3 separate regions of the Mus musculus genome follow, and all the other regions are linked to region 1. A link is a contact called in public Hi-C and HiChIP or PLAC-seq data. All regions are on one chromosome and are shown on one strand. The core of a region is the stretch at or near the end of the contact, and the rest is flanking DNA. Distances in the headings are between cores, read along the strand shown. Region 1 holds the start of Wdr48 (WD repeat domain 48). Region 2 overlaps Scn11a (sodium channel, voltage-gated, type XI, alpha). Region 3 overlaps Gm33800 (a long non-coding RNA gene).

Evidence for each region. A called contact is a pair of places that touch in the nucleus more often than the background predicts. HiChIP or PLAC-seq counts read pairs in DNA pulled down with a chosen protein or histone mark.
Region 2: a contact with region 1 is called in a Hi-C map of the HPC-7 cell line, with 3 times the contacts expected there. The contact joins the enhancer-like site here to the promoter of Wdr48 in region 1. A contact is called at or near these places in 2 of 39 promoter capture datasets (the C10 cell line and pre-B cells), 3 of 15 datasets of contacts at CTCF or cohesin (large pre-B cells, pro-B cells and stem cell-derived epiblast-like cells), 67 of 484 Hi-C or Micro-C datasets (the 63-12 cell line, 8-cell embryo, the AtT-20 cell line and 41 more), 15 of 115 datasets of contacts at active chromatin or transcription factors (the 230-238 cell line, Th17 cells, astrocytes and 6 more) and 3 of 9 other capture datasets (adipose tissue, embryonic stem cells and pancreatic islet).
Region 3: an H3K27ac HiChIP or PLAC-seq map of microglia shows a contact between it and region 1, with 6 times the contacts expected there. The contact joins the enhancer-like site here to the promoter of Wdr48 in region 1. A contact is called at or near these places in 1 of 39 promoter capture datasets (macrophages), 4 of 484 Hi-C or Micro-C datasets (the 3T3-L1 cell line, embryonic stem cells and rod photoreceptor), 1 of 115 datasets of contacts at active chromatin or transcription factors (microglia) and 2 of 9 other capture datasets (adipose tissue and liver).

Annotation. Positions count from the first base shown.
Region 1 is chr9:119,893,426-119,896,496 of GRCm38.p6, reverse strand. It overlaps Wdr48 (WD repeat domain 48), which reads right to left and starts at 1,602. Exons shown (of 19, transcript NM_026236.3): 1 at 1,540-1,602. The coding sequence starts at 1,587. Gm2449 (a long non-coding RNA gene) reads left to right here and starts at 1,585. Exons shown (of 7, transcript XR_871350.2): 1 at 1,585-1,671; 2 at 2,850-2,970.
Region 2 is chr9:119,799,707-119,802,899 of GRCm38.p6, reverse strand. All of the region lies in intron 11 of Scn11a (sodium channel, voltage-gated, type XI, alpha), which reads left to right. Among named protein-coding and RNA genes, the nearest start is that of Scn11a, 24 kb to the left of the region's middle. Within about 2 kb of position 1,254, at least 7 of the 459 cell types and tissues checked have an H3K27ac peak or open chromatin away from gene starts, as enhancers often do. A contact at or near this core is called in the HPC-7 cell line and regulatory T cells, where this site is marked.
Region 3 is chr9:120,000,666-120,004,017 of GRCm38.p6, reverse strand. Gm33800 (a long non-coding RNA gene) reads right to left here. Exons shown (of 4, transcript XR_871355.3): 2 at 1,799-1,885. Among named protein-coding and RNA genes, the nearest start is that of Gm33800, 18 kb to the right of the region's middle. Within about 2 kb of position 1,712, at least 320 of the 459 cell types and tissues checked have an H3K27ac peak or open chromatin away from gene starts, as enhancers often do. A contact at or near this core is called in adipose tissue, embryonic stem cells, liver and 2 more, where this site is marked.

The DNA of each region.
Region 1 (3,071 bases), core at 353-2,852:
ATTTTTACATTCTTGTCACCTCACTGATCCTGTAAAGTATTTATTACTTGTTAGTGAGCGTGTGAGTGCGTGAGCGCCTGTGTGAGTGTGGTGCACAGGGGCATAAGCACATAGGGACACATGCATGTGGAGGCTACAGGGTGACCTGGGTGCCTTCCCTCATTGCTCACTCTCCACCCTGTTTCTTTCATGGGACCTGGAGTTTATCAATCAGCAGGACTAGACAGCCATCAAGCTTCAGGGACACTCCATTTTCTGCCTCCCTAGAGCTGAGATTTCAAGTGCCAACCCACATGCCAGGCGTCTTTTCAAGTGAGGGGATAGAGATGTTTACGTGGACGCAGATATTCAGATCCTCATGTTTGTGCTACAGGCCTTCCACCAGACTGACCATCTCCCAGTCAGCCCAATTCTAACCATTAAACAACCATTAGTGAGCACACAGGGCCAACAAATGGAAGTCAGTACTATAAAGAGGACACTCATTCAGAAAATGCCACAGCTTTCCAGCCTTATGCTGGGGTTACTCACCTTTGGCCCTCCCTTCTGAACACTGAGTTCAATCCGTGGAGTGTTTACTGACTGCTAAACCCTTTTAGTCTCTTCTCCTCTGTGCGGCAAGTCTATGCACTCAGTCCACTTTAATGACTGAATGCATTTTTTTTTTTAAGGCAGTGTGTCTCGTGTAGCCCAGACTGATTGATCTCAAACTTGGTAGGTACTGGAGGATGACCTTGAATTTCCGATTCCCCTGTCGTCACCACAGAAACACACACACACAAGCAGCGCTAGAAGTACAGGCGGGTACCAAGCATGCCTGGTTTTATGTGGAGCAGGGGGTTTGAACCTTGCTCAGGACAGGAAGGGCTCTGCTAAACGAGCTTTATCCCCAGCACACAAGGCAGCAAGCAAAACTCAAACGTACACCAAACCAACGTGATTTGGGGAAACCCAAAGCACCCACGGTGCGGGTCAGCGAGCTCATCACTGGAGATTCCGACGTTAGGGAGATGAGGACTAAAAAGGAAGCCCGGAAGATGCATAGTGAGGACGGTGGAGGGCGGAGGCAAAGCCCATCGCTAAGGAAGGGACACTGTCATTTCCTCCAGCACAGCGCTCCCACGTGCGACCCGGACCCGCCACGCCCCCGCAAGGCCCCTCGCTTCCCGGCCTCACCCACCCGCGGGCGCCGCGAGGCCTCCGCCGCCGGGTCGCGGCTGTTCCGGAGGAAGGCGGCCGAGAGCAGAGGCAGGTGAGCGGGCAGCAGGCCCATGGCGCCGCCGCAGGCCCGGTGTCCCGGGACGGCGGTTCGCCGGGACGGCGGTTCCCCGCGACCGCTCGCGAGGCCCGCGCGCCCAGTCCGCCCGCCGCCACCTCAGGCCGTTGGCGCCCCGGCCCCACCCCTCGCGCCGCTGCGCCCCGCCCCGCCATCCTCCGGCTGTCGAACCCGGCCAGCCGCGGCCCGAGGCATCCGCCCGCCCGCGGGGGTACCAGAGCCGACGGCAGTGTCGCCAAGGCCGCGGAGCCGGGCCGCCATACCTGCACTTTCCTCCGCCCGGCTGTGTTCTGCCGGTGATGGGCCGCCATCTTGCATGTTGACACTCCGACGTCACTTCCGGGAGAGTTGAAGCGCCAGCGGATGTCCCGCCCTACTCTGTGGTTGGGTAGAAGGTAGGTAGGGCGTAGGCTTTCCGGGCTGGTTGCGAGGGGAGGCGCTGGCGGAGAAATAGCAGCGTGTGGGCGGGAACGCTCTTGGAACCAGGGCTTGGGGGCCCGTACTGGTCTACCTCTGTGCAGCTAAGCCCCAGGGCCGTCCCAGCGCCTGCATGCAGAGAGAAAGCGCTCAAGAGAGTCGTGCTTAAGTCGTGCCCCAGCCACTTAAGCCAGTGCTTAGCAACTGGACCACGTCTCTAACTCCATATTTATAGGTTTTAAAAATAATAATAATAAAATGTTGTTGTCATTTAGTTATTTTGAGGCATGGTCTCGCTGTGTAGTCCTGGCTGTTCTCAAACACCAGCGGAGAGGACAACTTGTGGTAGTCTTCTTCTTCCACTATGTGGGCCTTGAGATTCTAACTCAGGCTTGGCAGTAGGCACCTTTATCCAGTGATTCATCTCACCAGCCCCCTCAGGATCTTACCCAGACTCTCAGAATTACAGACGTGTGCCTGTACAGCTATAATATGGATCTTAGGATGTTAAGTGAGATAATGTTCGCATAGGCCCTGCTAACTTGACAATATATTTTAAATGATCGTTTTGGCAAAAACATGACCAAAGTACTATAACCCCTATGGAAACCCACTACCTTTATAAACTAATTAAAAAATACAAAGGGGCTGGAGAGATGGCTGAGAAGTTGAGAGCACTTGCAGAGGACCTGGGTTTGGTTCCCAGCATTCACCTGGGAGTTCATGAGCTGCAATAAACTCCAGTCCCACACGCCCCCTTTCGGACGCAGGTAGAACACTCTCCCAAAATAGAAGTAAATCTAAAATACAGAATTTCAAAGAGATACACTTGCATGGATGGAAAATGATTCCCCCCAAAAGACATGCATTATTAGATGAAAATCTCAATGCCAGGCATGGGATAGCTTTCTATGACATGGTCAGGGAAGACCCAGAAGCCCCTAAAACAATACAGGCTATAGCTGTTGCACTTGGTTGCCCACCGAAACTAAGTAGTAAGACACTATTGCTGGAGACACTGTATACTTTGGTAGCTGGACACAGAGACATCAAAGTGCACTGACCCAAAAACTTGTCAGTGATGACTCTGTGATGACTGGCTTCTCTGTGATGACTCTGTGATGACTGGCTTCTCTGTGATGACTGGCTTTCATAGGTGCTGTGAATCCTGCCAGGGAAAAAGAAGCATCCGTGATAAACCAGCCGACCACCTTGCCAGGCAAGATGTGCCCGCTGCTGTAGGGTTATGAGGGCAACCAATTACTTTTGGATTTGAGGTCTGTTCTACTGGAAGGAATTCCAGCTTGGTACTGTAACCTGGTCCTGTAAATCCCATGGCTCGGGGCATCACGGCCACAGGGAGGAACCTGTTACTGTG
Region 2 (3,193 bases), core at 5-2,504, 93 kb after region 1:
TAAGCACCATGCTCCAGAGGGTTCATAACCTCCCACAAGTAAGACCACCATCTGGGGACAAGGTCTTTAACTCACAAGCCTGTTGGTTATTAGATTTCTGAGGCAGCCTAGAGAGGTGGAAGATAGAAAGAGACCAGAGTCTGACCTTCAGACAGGGCTGTGTTTATTAGCACACACAGTGAGGGGCAGCATTTCTTCTGCAGGAAACTGAAGGGTCTGTCTGGAACAAAGCTGGCTACCACTCTTTATAGGGGCAGGAGTGAGTTGGGGGGCTTGGGAATAAGGAAATTGTTACAGCCATAGGGGTCAGTTGTGTATCTTTCCTGCACACTCTCTCCTTCCTAAAATAGTTTGCACAAGGTAAGGCAGATTATTTTGTGAGACATTTCTTTCTGTGCTCACTGACAAGCTGGGCAAAGTCATCTGTGATCTCACAGGAAGGAGGTGCGCTCTCATCTCAAATCCTTAAAAAAGGCATAGAAAGAGATAAAGAGAGAGGGAGTCAAAAGAAGTAGGGAACAGGATGTCAACTCTGTAACTGTTTTGAGGTGAGGTGGGTTACTGTTAAAGGGGCTTAGTTCTGGGACCTAAGGAGGGTGTCCTCTGGTCACTTAGCAGGAGTCTTAACTTGACTGACTGTCCTCGGATCATGTGATTGCTGTCATGCATTTCTGGAGAAACACTAAAGAAAAAAAATCCTTAGGGGATTGTAAACAGTTGATTTTGTTACAGAGAAAAACTGAGAGATTGCCCGGGAAGGTGGGCAGAGTGGGAGGAGTCGGGATGGGAGAACCAGAGTGAGCCGGTGAGATGAAATGGGTACAACATTGGCTCAGGGTGATGGTGACCAGTCAGTCCCTCTACCAGGACTTCTGGACCAAAGTGAGCAACAGAAGCACCAGGGAGCGGCAGGGCATCGAAGGAAGGGAGCCAGGGAGAACACTGGACTCCTCATAAGAATTGTATCTGGGCTGGGGTTTCTCCACAGCATCTGAAAGGTATTTTGCTACATGTATCAGGAACAGATGGAGCTGTGGTCCGGTGAGAGCCACTGGGAAATCTTATGTGAAACATTTTGTTTGGTGGGAGAGATCAGTGAGTAAAACATTTAAAAGGCAATGTAAAAAAGTCAAGTATGGGATGATAAGGAAAGACAAGATCAACGGGAGGAGACAGAGTGGGAGGGAGCCAGCGGCCCACGCAGAGGGAGGCTTGTGGCTGACTTCCTGTCTGGTTCCTGTGCCTCCCCTCAAGCATGTTTGGGTTTGCTGGTGTGGAAGCAGTTTATGGAGGACGGAGCACACCCTCAGCAGCAGTCAGGTCTCCTCTTGGCAGCAGCCAAAGAGCCCAGGTAGTTCTGGAGTGTGTTAGGCTGTGAGTGTGTGAGACGCCGGTTACATAAGGAGGGCTTCAGGCCAGTTTCAGTTCTGAGTCCTGCAAACAATGCCCACAGTGGCAAACAGAGGGAGGAGTTGATGTCCCATGTCCCATTAGAGCCTCTCGAGGGTCATTTTTGTGACCTGATTTCAGTGGGTCGTGGGCACTGATCTCTGCTTCTTTCTCGCTGACAGAAATCCCAGAACTTGGGAGGCAGATGCAGATGAGTCTCCCAGTTTGAGGCCAGCGTGGTCTATAGAGCGAGTTCCAGGACAACCAGGGCAACACAGGGAAACCTCAAAAAAACTGAAAAGAAAAAATATAAATACATAAGCTAATAATAGCAATCCTGACTGGGAATGGTTCTCCTCCTATCTGCACACAACGAAACGTCTTTGCCCTGGGCTGGCTGGTGGTTGGTGTCCTTCTTCCTGTCCCAGAGTCATGAAAGGAGGCTTTGGAGAAAACTCATAGACAACATGCTTGGATCTAAAGTGGATAGGCCAAATCCCATCTCCAGAGCTCACTTTTCAGTAAGGTAATAAGTGTCCATTTTCTAATGTTATCTATGCTCAAAAGACATCTGTAAGACTGAACACAGAGATCTACATTATCTGCAACTAGTGTGTGTGTGTATCTGTAGACGGAGGCAGACAACCTGAAAAGCTTAACAAGGATTTTTAACTCTCATGAAGACACCAAGTTATTAATAATACAATTACCTATAACACTGAGGCCAGCGAACAGAATAAAATACAAGCCTTAAAATACAAGCCAAAGTACCCAAGCTTGTCGAGGCAGAAGCAAAGATGGATCAAAAACACAGGCATGGGGCTGGAGAGATGGCTCAGTGGTTAAGAGCACTGGCTGCTCTTCCAGAGGTCCTGAGTTCAATTCCCAGGAACCACATGGTGGCTCACAACCAGCTATAATGAGATCTGGCACCCTCTTCTGGTGTCCAGGCATATATGCAGACAGAATATGGTGTACATAATAAATAAATAAATAAATACTCTTTTAAAAATGACTGTTATTCAGGGAAAAAAGACACAGGCAAAGGAATCTCAGGGACAGAAAGCCTCCATATCTCAGTTACAGGAAGCGGGCTCAGAGACCCAGCAGAAATGTCTGGCGTTCAAGCTGTGGCACAGTGGGAGTTAAGTGACCAGGATGAGAAGGCTTAAGATGAGCCGGGCATTATATGGGAGGAGAAGTCTTGAATTCCATTTTATTTTTTTATCACATATCTAAATCAGTTTAGATATTATAAAGGAGAATTCTGAATTTGGGCCACCAGTGGTGGTCATTCAATGCTTATTGAGGCCAGACTGGGCCAAGAACAAGTGAACCTGATCTGAGATCTGCCAAATGGAACATTTTTAGATTAGCTACAGGCAGGCAAGGGTGTGTCCTTTGGCACAGGCAATTTGGAAAGGACAACGTGGCTGTTGGCTCACTCTGAAGCAAAGCCAAAGGCAACAGAGGGCAGGTAGGCTACCGGAGCAGAGTGCAGGTTACCCCAGCAGAGTGCAGGTTACCCCAGCAGAGTGCAGGTTACCCCAGCAGAATGCAGGTTACCCCAGCAGAGTGCAGGTAGGCTACCCGAGCAGACGTTCCTGGGGGAGAGTCGAGTGTGCTATGTGGTCAGGAAGAAAGCACACGGTGGAGCTGCTGCCACCCAAGTTAGCTGGAGACTGAACCCCATGGAGTTAGGTTATTAGAGTCTATCTGTCTGTCTGTCTGTCTGTCTGTCTGTCTCTCTGTCTCTGCCTTATTTCTCTTTCTATATATAGATATATAAATTTTAGTCCATCAT
Region 3 (3,352 bases), core at 463-2,962, 110 kb before region 1:
TAACATCTGAAGGAGAGCCAGAGGTGATGGCACATGTCTTTAATCTCAGCACTCGGAAGACAGGTGGATATAGGTGGGTCTCTGAGTTCGAAGCCAGCCTGGTCTCCGGAATGAGTTCCAGAACAGCTAGGGCTACACAGAGAAACCCTCTCTCAAAAAACCAAAAAAAGGGGCTGGTGAGATGGCTCAGTGGGTAAGAGCACCCGACTGTTCTTACGAAGGTCCAGAGTTCAAATCCCAGCAACCACATGGTGGCTCACAACCATCTGTAATGAGACCTGAGACCCTCTTCTGGAGTGTCTGAAGACAGCTACAGTGTACTTACATATAATAAATAAATAAATCTTAAAAAAAATGTTTAAAAAAAACAAAAAAATCTGTAGAACAAGGGTACAAGTGAACTTTTAGACAAAAGAAAATCAATCTCCCTCTCTCTGTCTCTCTCTGTTTCTCTCTGTCTTTCTCTCTCTCTGTCTCTCTGTCACTCTGTTTCTCTCTGTCTCTCCCTGTCTCTGTCTCTCTGTCTCTGTCTCTCTCCCCCTCTGTCTCTCTCCCCTCTCTCTCCTTCTCTCTCTGTCTTTCTCTGTCTCTCTCTGTCTCTCTTTCCTCTCTGTCTCTCTCCCTCTCTCTCTGTCTTTGTCTCTCTCTGTCTCTCTCTCTCTCTGTCCTTTGTTCTGTTTACCTGGGACAAAGTCTTGCTCTGAAGTTCTAGCTAAAATAAAACTCATTTTATAGACCAAACTGGCTTTGGATTTGCAATAGTCCCCCTGCCTCAGCCTCCTGAGGGCTGAGATTTAAGGGGTGAGCCACCAGGCCCAGTAAAGAAAGTGATCGTTTTAGAGACAGAGTCTCACGTAGCCCAGGCAGGCTTCAAACTTGCTTTGTCACTAAGGATGACCTTGCACTTCTGCCCCTCCTGCCTCTAGCTCCCCAGCGTTAGGGTCACGGGCTGTGCCACCCACCACGCTGGCTTATAATATGCTGGTGATCAAACCCAGGGCTTTGTAGATGCTAGGCAAAGCAGACTACCAACAGCACCATCTCTAGTCTCTAGAGAAAAATGGTTTAATATCTAGTATAATATATAATGTATAGCATTAAGATATTAATCTTTAATATATAGCATTAACAGCCAGGCAGTGATGGTGCACGCCTTTAATCCCAGCATTTGGGAGGCAGAGGCAGGCGGATTTCTGAGTAAGGCCAGCCTGGTCTACAGAGTGAGTTCCAGGACAGCCAGGGTTACACAGAGAAACCCTGTCTCTAAAAACAAACAAAAAAAAGTACATAAAGAAAGAGAGGGACCCCCATGACGCTGACGCCACGAGAGCCCAGGATCCTGGCTTTGCTTGGGTTGGACTCCACACCCCATTTTCCATCCACCTTTTATGGAAAGCTTGACCTGAAGACTCAACTCTGAGGCTCCTCTGAGGACTTCAGAGCCATCAGAAATGTCCATCTTTGGCCCCAGCCCCAACTTCCTGAAGTCCTATCACACTGTGGGGCACCCAAGCCACCGTTAGTGGTGGCTATTCGTGGATCCCTCCAAATCCACCTTACTCTTGTTCTCCTCTCAGTACACTCTCTCATCCACGACCACAGAGCAGACTTAAACACACCTAGCTAATTTCAAATGGCTCAGGCTCAACCTGGGGCTCCAAACTGCTAAGAGTAGCTGCATGGGCGGGCCCTCGAGTGCTCGCTGCGGGAGGGGCGGGTCCGAGGGCGGGTCCGGGTCGCACAGCAAAGTCTGCAAAGCTCCGCCTCGCCCAACCTCCTCCCCTGCTAGATTTCTTACGAAAAAGTGCGGCTGAGAATTCCCAGAAGGTTCCGGATGTGAAGTCACGGGCGTGAGGTCATCGAGAGCGGTTCCAGGAATCTGAAACTTGTGGGCGAGAAAGGAAAACTCAGAAGAAGGAAAGAGGGAGTATTGGGGGTGGGAGCCAGCTGTCTGAGCCCAGGCTTGTCCGCTGCCCGAACTTGGCTCCTCAAACCCCAGAAAAGATCACGCGTCACCCTGCCACTTATGAGAAAGGCCAGTTGAATGAAGAAAGCGGTACTCATCCGTATGAGCCAGGCATGAGCTAAAAGTCCGAGACGAGTAACACAAAAGGAGAGGGGCTGCCCGCGGGGTTGAGGAATAACTTGAAAATATGAGCATGTCCTTTGACCTAACAACTGTACGTGCAAGAATTTGTCCTTAAGCACACAACAGAAGGATAAATGCTGAGGTGGTTTGGGGCCAGAGATTGTTTAAAATATTGAAGACTTAGATAATCCCACTGTAAGGAGCTAATTTTAAAATACGGCATGGGAAATTAGCACTCCATATGTTGTGTTTGCAAGACAACTGGCTTACCGGTTTTCTTCTGCGTATTTGTTTGTTTTGAAGACAGGGTCTCATAGCCATGCCGACCTGAAACACTGTACATATATATAGCCCAGGCTGGCTTTGAACTCTCCACCCTCCTGCCTCTGCTTCCTGAGTGGATTACTTGCCAGATATCTAAGATACTTTATAGTGAAGCCCAAGAATGCCCTGCCAACATTTCCTCATCCTGTGCTGGTCTCGTTTATTTCTTCACTATTTAACAGTGTAAAGGACGGAGTTCGTAGTGTATGCTGGGGGTATAAGTATCAAGTTATATCCCACTGTAGTGTTTGGTTTGGTTTGGTTGAGACAGGACTTCCATGTGTAACTCTAGCTGTGAGATCGAAATCTTCCTGCTTCTGCCTTTAATATCAGCATACAGGTGGCAGAGGCAGTCACCAGTCTGTTCTACATATCAAGGTTCAGGCTAGCCTTGGCTATATAGTGAGGCCTGTCTCAAACAAAACAAGTACAGTGAGTAGTTTCAAGGTAGAGGACACCACACAGACACGGGTAGAGCTGTGAAGAGAGCAAAGGTCTGGTTCTCGAAGCCTATGGAGAGGGATAATCACACCACAGTAGCATGGGGAGAAGGGAAGACCAGGGACACAAGTTGACATCTGAGCAGAGACCAGAATGAGGTGTGAACATCTTGCATCTGCCAGAGAGGTGTAAAGGACGCTGGGTAGGAGCCAAGGGGCCCTTGTGGGACCTTTGGATTTTACACGCCAGCAGAGAAACCCTGGGAGGGTTTTTGTTTTGTTTTCTGAATCAGGGTCTTATGCAATGTAGCCCAAGCTGGCTTTGAGCTCCCTCTATAGCCAAGGGTACACTTGAATTTCTAATCCTCCTGCCTCTACCTCGTGAGTGCTTCCACTACTACTCATAGCTTTATTCTAGACTGAAGGGGCACACCAGGCAAGCACTCTACCAATGGAACTACAGCCCTAGCCCCTCAGTGGGCCTTGAACAATGATATGA